2 separate regions of the Mus musculus genome follow, and region 2 is linked to region 1. The links are chromatin contacts, called in public Hi-C maps. All regions are on one chromosome and are shown on one strand. The core of a region is the stretch at or near the end of the contact, and the rest is flanking DNA. Distances in the headings are between cores, read along the strand shown. Region 1 overlaps Car10 (carbonic anhydrase 10). Region 2 has its middle 110 kb from the start of Gm35148.

Region 1 (3,225 bases), core at 316-2,815:
GAAGATGAGTGGAAGGGAGATGGGGGAGAACCCTTCTGCATCAGTGAGACATTGTGCAAGAGCCAAGAGAGAGAAAGGAAGAAAATGAAAATGTTTGATCCATATAAATATCATTTACTTAAACTTTGACATCCAGATCATTTTTAAGCTAAGCAATACTAAACAGACTTATGTCACTGCAGACCCTTCAACCCCACCCACCCGCAGAACTCTTTGTCTTGCAAAGTTGAAACTTTATGTCCACCAAATACTAACTTCCGTTCTCTTTCTGACCCTAACCTCTGCAATCTCTAGTCTATTTGCTGCCTCTACAATTTATTCTGCTTTTGAAACCTCATATAAATGGGATATATCTAAAGTGACGACTAAGTAGGAGTGAGGTCTGTCACTTGACTGTTTTGAAGATGGCTTATAGTTTTGTTGTGTTTCCCAACTCTTGTTCCCAGGAGGGAATTTATGTTATGTCTATTGTATATTTACGGAACTTCCACTTTATGACAGTAAATAAGTCTTCCAAAGTTACATCGCTGACAAGAAGTGAATTGGGAATGTTTTGACATCAAAGACTCCATTCATTAGCAATCTATTCATTCATGTTCAGAAAGGGTCACTTATTACTGGCTGTGCTAGGAGCTTGGGATCCCACAAGGAGATTGCATGGTCTTTGTCTTCACAGAACTCATCCTTGCTTATATAAGCTCCCAATGCGCAAGCAGCTGGGGGAATATATAACATATACCAACTTTGCTTTGCATCCGTGTGTTTTTGAAACACTGGAAGAAATGCAGATGATCATGGGATATGGGCTTTGGTGGAAGTATTGTTCAAATATGCAATGCTTTTCTTTGGACACATTAGATAACTCTGATGAATGGGTTTCTTGAAATGTGGGGGATCTCAATGATAACAAGGCTGTCTGAACTTGTGACAGATGTCCACTGAAGGTGCAGAGCTCTGAACTTGCCAAGCAGTGGAGAACAAGGAAATGAAGCTGAGCATGGAGTCCAAAGAGAAAAATAAAAAGAAGGGAAAAGAAGAAACAGAAGGCTTGGTAGTGGGCGGAACTAAAGTGAGATGGGACTGAGTGAGAAATATTCTGAATGTGAGATGTGGGGTCCCATGTGACTCCCTTCAGATTAGCCCTGAGGCTATGTTCTCTGAGTGATGACCTGAACTCTCTGCATGATATCTGCCACTGAGACTGGAGAGGGACCTAACCAAAACCTTTCTGGACTGAGTGCCTGGGACTTGACAGTTCAGCAGTCTCCCACTGGGGTTTACCCCTGGTCACCTACAGGGGCTCTCTCATCTCTCATGTGGTTCCCTTAAACTCCCCTCATGGCATTCTCTGGTTTCTTACACCTGAGATGGTGCTTTTTAGCTTTTATACCATCTCTGCCTTCTAAAAAACTATGATGAGAAAGACAAGCTAAATTTTATAAGGTGCAATCTACAAAATAGTTGTCACGGCTGGTAAAAAAAATCTCTTGAGTCCCTCCCTTCGAGTTCCTGAATGATATATGTGACTTATGACTCATCAGAAGTACCTTAGAAGGCAGGCATGGAAGGAAAACGTCCTTCTGCACACAGATTTAGCCTGGTGTGTCATCAGCAGAAGATGTAAATGGGTCAGCCATACTCCTTTCTCGGTGTGGGAAGAAATAGAAGCGCTTGTCTAACCTGTTTCCCGTTGCCTTGTAGGTCAGTGGGACCATGTACAACACTGGAAGGCATGTCTCCCTCCGCCTGGACAAAGAGCACTTGGTCAATATTTCAGGAGGGCCCATGACATACAGTCACCGCCTGGAAGAAATCCGGCTACACTTTGGGAGTGAGGACAGCCAAGGGTCTGAGCACCTCCTCAATGGACAGGCCTTCTCCGGGGAGGTATGTGCACCTGCCAAAGTGCTAAGGCATAGGGCCAACTTGTAGGATTCCACGCCTACATAACAGTGAAATAACAGATGGGAAGGCTCCCTTGAACCTGAGAAAGAAAATCTGTGCCTCCTTTCTTTGTGTGCCTTTTGCTATGGTTTTTGGTTTCCCAGAAGAGGCTACAGTGAAACAATATTTCCTTCTGAAACACTAGCATAGGTGTCTTGGGACTCATACCCTGGCATGTCCTAGAGCAGTGGTCCCCAACCTTTCCAATGCTGTGACCCTTTAATACAATTCCTCATGTTGTGGTGACCCCGAATAATAAAATTATTTTGTTGCTACTTTATAACTGTAATTTTGCTAGTATTATGAATTGTAATGTAAATATATGATATGCAGGATATCTGGTATTTGATCCCTGGAGGTCATGTTCCACAGGTTGAGAAATCACTCTCCTAGAGCATAAACCAACCTCATCTTTTCTGTACCTCTTTTCTTCTAGCTCTCTGAGAATCACCTTGTCTTGCATCCCATATGACAGCTTAGCTTCCCTTCTGGTAAAGTGGGTCTTATCTGCCTAAATATATAATGTACTGTGAAATCAATGTCAAGGAACTGAAGAGTTTGCCTGACTGTCTACAGAATGGGAAATTCCACTGTGTCACACCATTGATGATGAGTGTGAGCATGGGCCACCATCAGCCCAGACCAAAAAATTAAATCAAAACAATGCAGCTAACCACCATTTCAGATGAGATAAGAGATAAGGTTTAACCAGATTTCATCTGTGAGGTGACACTTGACCTAGTTCACTCTTTATATGCATGGACAATTATAACTTAAGGAGCGAGCAGGGTCCTCATATATTAAGTAACCAGCAACTCCTAGTAAGAGTCCTCAATAACTGATGTCAAAAGGACTTGAAAATTTCAAAAGTGTAGAATATATATGGTCTGTTTATTTTGCTACTTAAGGTCATGGCTAAACCTAGAATTTTTTTTTTTTATGCAGTAAGGTCATGTGCCATCAAATAGGCCACAAGTTTAAGAAATCTCTTAGATTTTTATGTGCATCCAAAATACATTGACTGTGAGTCAGCTTAGGGACTCAACTCATTACTAGGAATACAAGGATTTAAAAATGAAAAAGGAAGAAAAGAGTTCTTGCCCCAGAGAAGTTCAAAAGGAACTATATTCAAATCATTGAAGTATAATGGCATGCTGAAATAGAGATGTACAAAGGCCCTGGCAGCCTCAAAAAAAAAAAAAAAAAAAAAAAAGACAGGGCACATTTTACTTGAAGGGGTCATGAGATGCTTCACGCAGAAGGTACCCTTTGAACTGAGCT
Region 2 (3,225 bases), core at 455-2,954, 210 kb after region 1:
ACTGCAAATTTGGCATTCCCCTGAATGTGAAAGTCATCTCAATGCACCTTCTCACATTCGGGGGAAGACCATGACTTCCCCTCTTTCCAAAGAGCTGAGACAGAAGTATAGTGTTCAGTCTATGCCCATCCGAAAGGATGATGGAGGATAATGAAGTTTAGGGTGTTCAAGGACACTACAAAGGTGAGTAGATTGGCAAGGTAGTCTAAGTGTACAGGAAGGAATACATCATCTACATTGAATGAGTCCAGCGAGAGAAGGCTAATGGCACAACCACAACCGTTCATGTGGGCATCCACCCCAGCAAGGTGGGCATCACCAGGCTAAAGCTGAACAAGGGCCACAAGATCCTGGAGAGGAAAGCCAAGTCCTGACAAGTAGGAAAGGACAAGGGCAAATACAAGGAAGAAACAATCGAGAAGATGCAGAGAAGAGACATCTCACGCACAGCTTTCATTAAAGTCTGCTTAAGTAAAAAATAAAATAAAATAATAATAATTAATAATAATAAACATATGTTGATGTAAAAGCAAAACACAGGGCTACTCATACAGATGGGCTATTTAGCATCTCTAGGTATTGTTTAGTATATGGAACTACTGTGGGAGTAGAAATGAGCCACTGGTCATATTATAGGCATCATCCCTTTTATCCTTTGAATCCTCATCCCAACTCTAATGATAACCATCCTCCCATTTCACAAAGGAGTCAACTGAGACCCAGAGAAGCTAAGCAATTTTCTCAGAGTCACATATCCAGTGCTGTCTGACCTTGAAAACCACTTTCTTTTCTCTCTTCTTACCTCTCTAAAGATCCCAGTTCCTCCACTGTGTTCAAAGAGAGCCTAGAGCTTGGGAAGGGTTTACAGTGCGGATCCCTTTGAGTCTCCTCCTTCAAGAGCATCCTAAAAGATCAGTACTTCTGGCAAGGTTCCATTATTAATTATAAGGGTGAGGAGTGAGCCAAAGAATTATGAAGGCTGAATGTGGCTTGATATCACCTTTGGGGAAACCATCAAGAATCCTTGAATAGCCTTGCGTCTGAACTATTCAGAAAGAGAGAAAGGTAGGCTTTCCCTCCCCAGGCAGCTGGGCTTATTTATCCAAGGATGGGTCAGCAGAAGGTCCCGAGAATGGGCTCTGCCTGAAGTCTGCAGGAGAACGTGGAGACAGGAGAGGTTAATGCTCACACAGAGGCATCGGGAAACCAGCCTAGGTGAGTTAGAAACTGGCCCAAGGCCAAACACAAAATACAGCCATAATTGGAGTCTTCCCAAGTAGAAAAAGGTTATTAGTGGAATCACATTAATCACGATGATGAATGCTGAGACCCAAGCTTTTTTTATTAAGTAAAAGACTCAAAAAAATAGAGTTATACGGACAGGAGGGTAGGGTTCCAGTTTGGCAAAATATAGTGAACCAAGAAGGAGAGCAAATATTTAGGATGCACTTTGAAAGCCCAAAACCTGCGATCACAAAGATCACACTCAAGCTGTTCATACAGAGATGCTTGCCAGAAAGCACAGGTGCTCACAGGTGCCCATCACAAGGCAGCCCAGAGCCCCGCGTACTGTAAGGGCAGCCAGGCCAAATTATAACACGGGGAGTAGGGATGAAGGGGAGGGGAAAATAAGGCGAGAACAGGAATCTTGCTGCCCATGATCCTCTGGGGTTGATGGTCCACCAAGGGCAGTGCCCAGGAGGGGTTCTCTAGGAACTCCAAGGCTTTAAAAAAAAATCCTCCATACCACTGTGGCAGACGGATAGTGCTAATAGAAGTTGGCAAACTGTTATTACACTGTTGAATGAATCAAAGTCAAAATGCATAGAGCAGAGCTTTGCCCCTGTGTTCAAGCCAACATGGATGAGGAATGAGAGGTGATGAAGGAGAGGCAGAAGAATGAAGAGGCGAAGGAAAACGAGAAAATGAGAAAGTGCCCGGGAGGCTTCTGGGGCCTGATCATCTTCATGGGCATGGAGTTAAGCTAGTGAGTGGTGAATGATCAAGCAAGCCTTTGCTTATCCCTGTCCACCCGCTAAATAGTTGTACAGCTGTGCCCAGATGTGGAAAGAGCTGTCCAAAAGATGAATGAAGTGAAAATAAAGTGGGGGGGGGGAATATTAATCTTAGGAAAGGCAACTTGTTCCAAAAGAAAATAAACAGCGCACTCTTAGCGCAAGAATGAAGAACACTGGAGTGTTTGCCAAAAGCAGCAAACGTGGGGTTTTCTATAGTTACATAATGCTAGAACCATATCGGGAGGGTACAAGAGATTTAGAATTCTCATCATCTCTCCATACTCCCTGTCTAAAAATGATCAATGAAGAGAGAGCTTGGTAGCCATATTTCTTAGAAGCCCAGAAGTAAATACCAAGAGAAAACAATTAAAAACTCAGGGTGATTCTGGAGAGATGGAAGATGGCTATGAAGCAAGAGCAGACTGGGCTTTTTTTTTAAAGTCTTCCAGCACTACTTGACTTTTTAAAGTATAGAAATGTACTACTTCAACAAATATATATATATATATGGCTTCTTCATAGGCTCCTTTGCTTCTGTCTAGTAATTTTAATTATAATAATAAATCTGTGCTAGATAGAGGGAGTCTATGGTATTAATGAGATGTGAAAGTCATTATCACCACCCAAAGTCACTGCAAAGACAAAACACCCCCCAGCAACCTGAACAGGGAGCAAGAGGCTTGTTTTCATAGTCTCTGGTGCCCAGAACAGTTTGACAATCCTGTCCCAGTTCAGAGTACTCAAGAGTGCAGTTCTCTCACCCAGTAAGAATCAGAGCCGGACTATGTCAGTCTTTTGTGCCACCAGGGGAATGAGGATTCAGTATAGGAGAAGGAGGCATGCAGTGGACAGCCAGACATAGAGCTGCCAGCTGATGTCATAAATAGCCCTCTTGAATTTGGCACTGGGGAAGAGCTCTGTCAATAAAGTGTTCATAAGGATCTGAGTTGAATGTCAGAACTTATGTAAAAACAAACCAGGGCATGGCGGCATACATTTATAATCCCAGCAGTGGGAGGCAGACACAGGGGGATCCCTGGTGCTCACAAGCCTCAGATCAATGAGAGACCCTGAGAGGCGGGAAGGGTGGACAGAGCCTTATGATACCTCTGGCTGCCACATATATGTGTGCCACATGCAATCATGGCTGTGCACGCACAAGTGAGCTTTCCTGAACTCATTGAGATAACTTCTAAGACAGACTGGG

The links. A called contact is a pair of places that touch in the nucleus more often than the background predicts.
Region 2: a contact with region 1 is called in a Hi-C map of cerebellum, with 2.7 times the contacts expected there. The contact joins two enhancer-like sites. A contact is called at or near these places in 3 of 484 Hi-C or Micro-C datasets (cerebellar granule neurons and cerebellum).

Annotation. Positions count from the first base shown.
Region 1 is chr11:93,488,791-93,492,015 of GRCm38.p6, forward strand. It overlaps Car10 (carbonic anhydrase 10), which reads left to right. Exons shown (of 10, transcript NM_001361708.1): 5 at 1,702-1,887. Among named protein-coding and RNA genes, the nearest start is that of Gm24856, 77 kb to the left of the region's middle. Within about 2 kb of position 1,566, at least 4 of the 459 cell types and tissues checked have an H3K27ac peak or open chromatin away from gene starts, as enhancers often do. A contact at or near this core is called in cerebellar granule neurons and cerebellum, where this site is marked.
Region 2 is chr11:93,695,122-93,698,346 of GRCm38.p6, forward strand. No RefSeq gene overlaps it. Among named protein-coding and RNA genes, the nearest start is that of Gm35148, 110 kb to the right of the region's middle. Within about 2 kb of position 1,705, at least 3 of the 459 cell types and tissues checked have an H3K27ac peak or open chromatin away from gene starts, as enhancers often do. A contact at or near this core is called in cerebellar granule neurons and cerebellum, where this site is marked.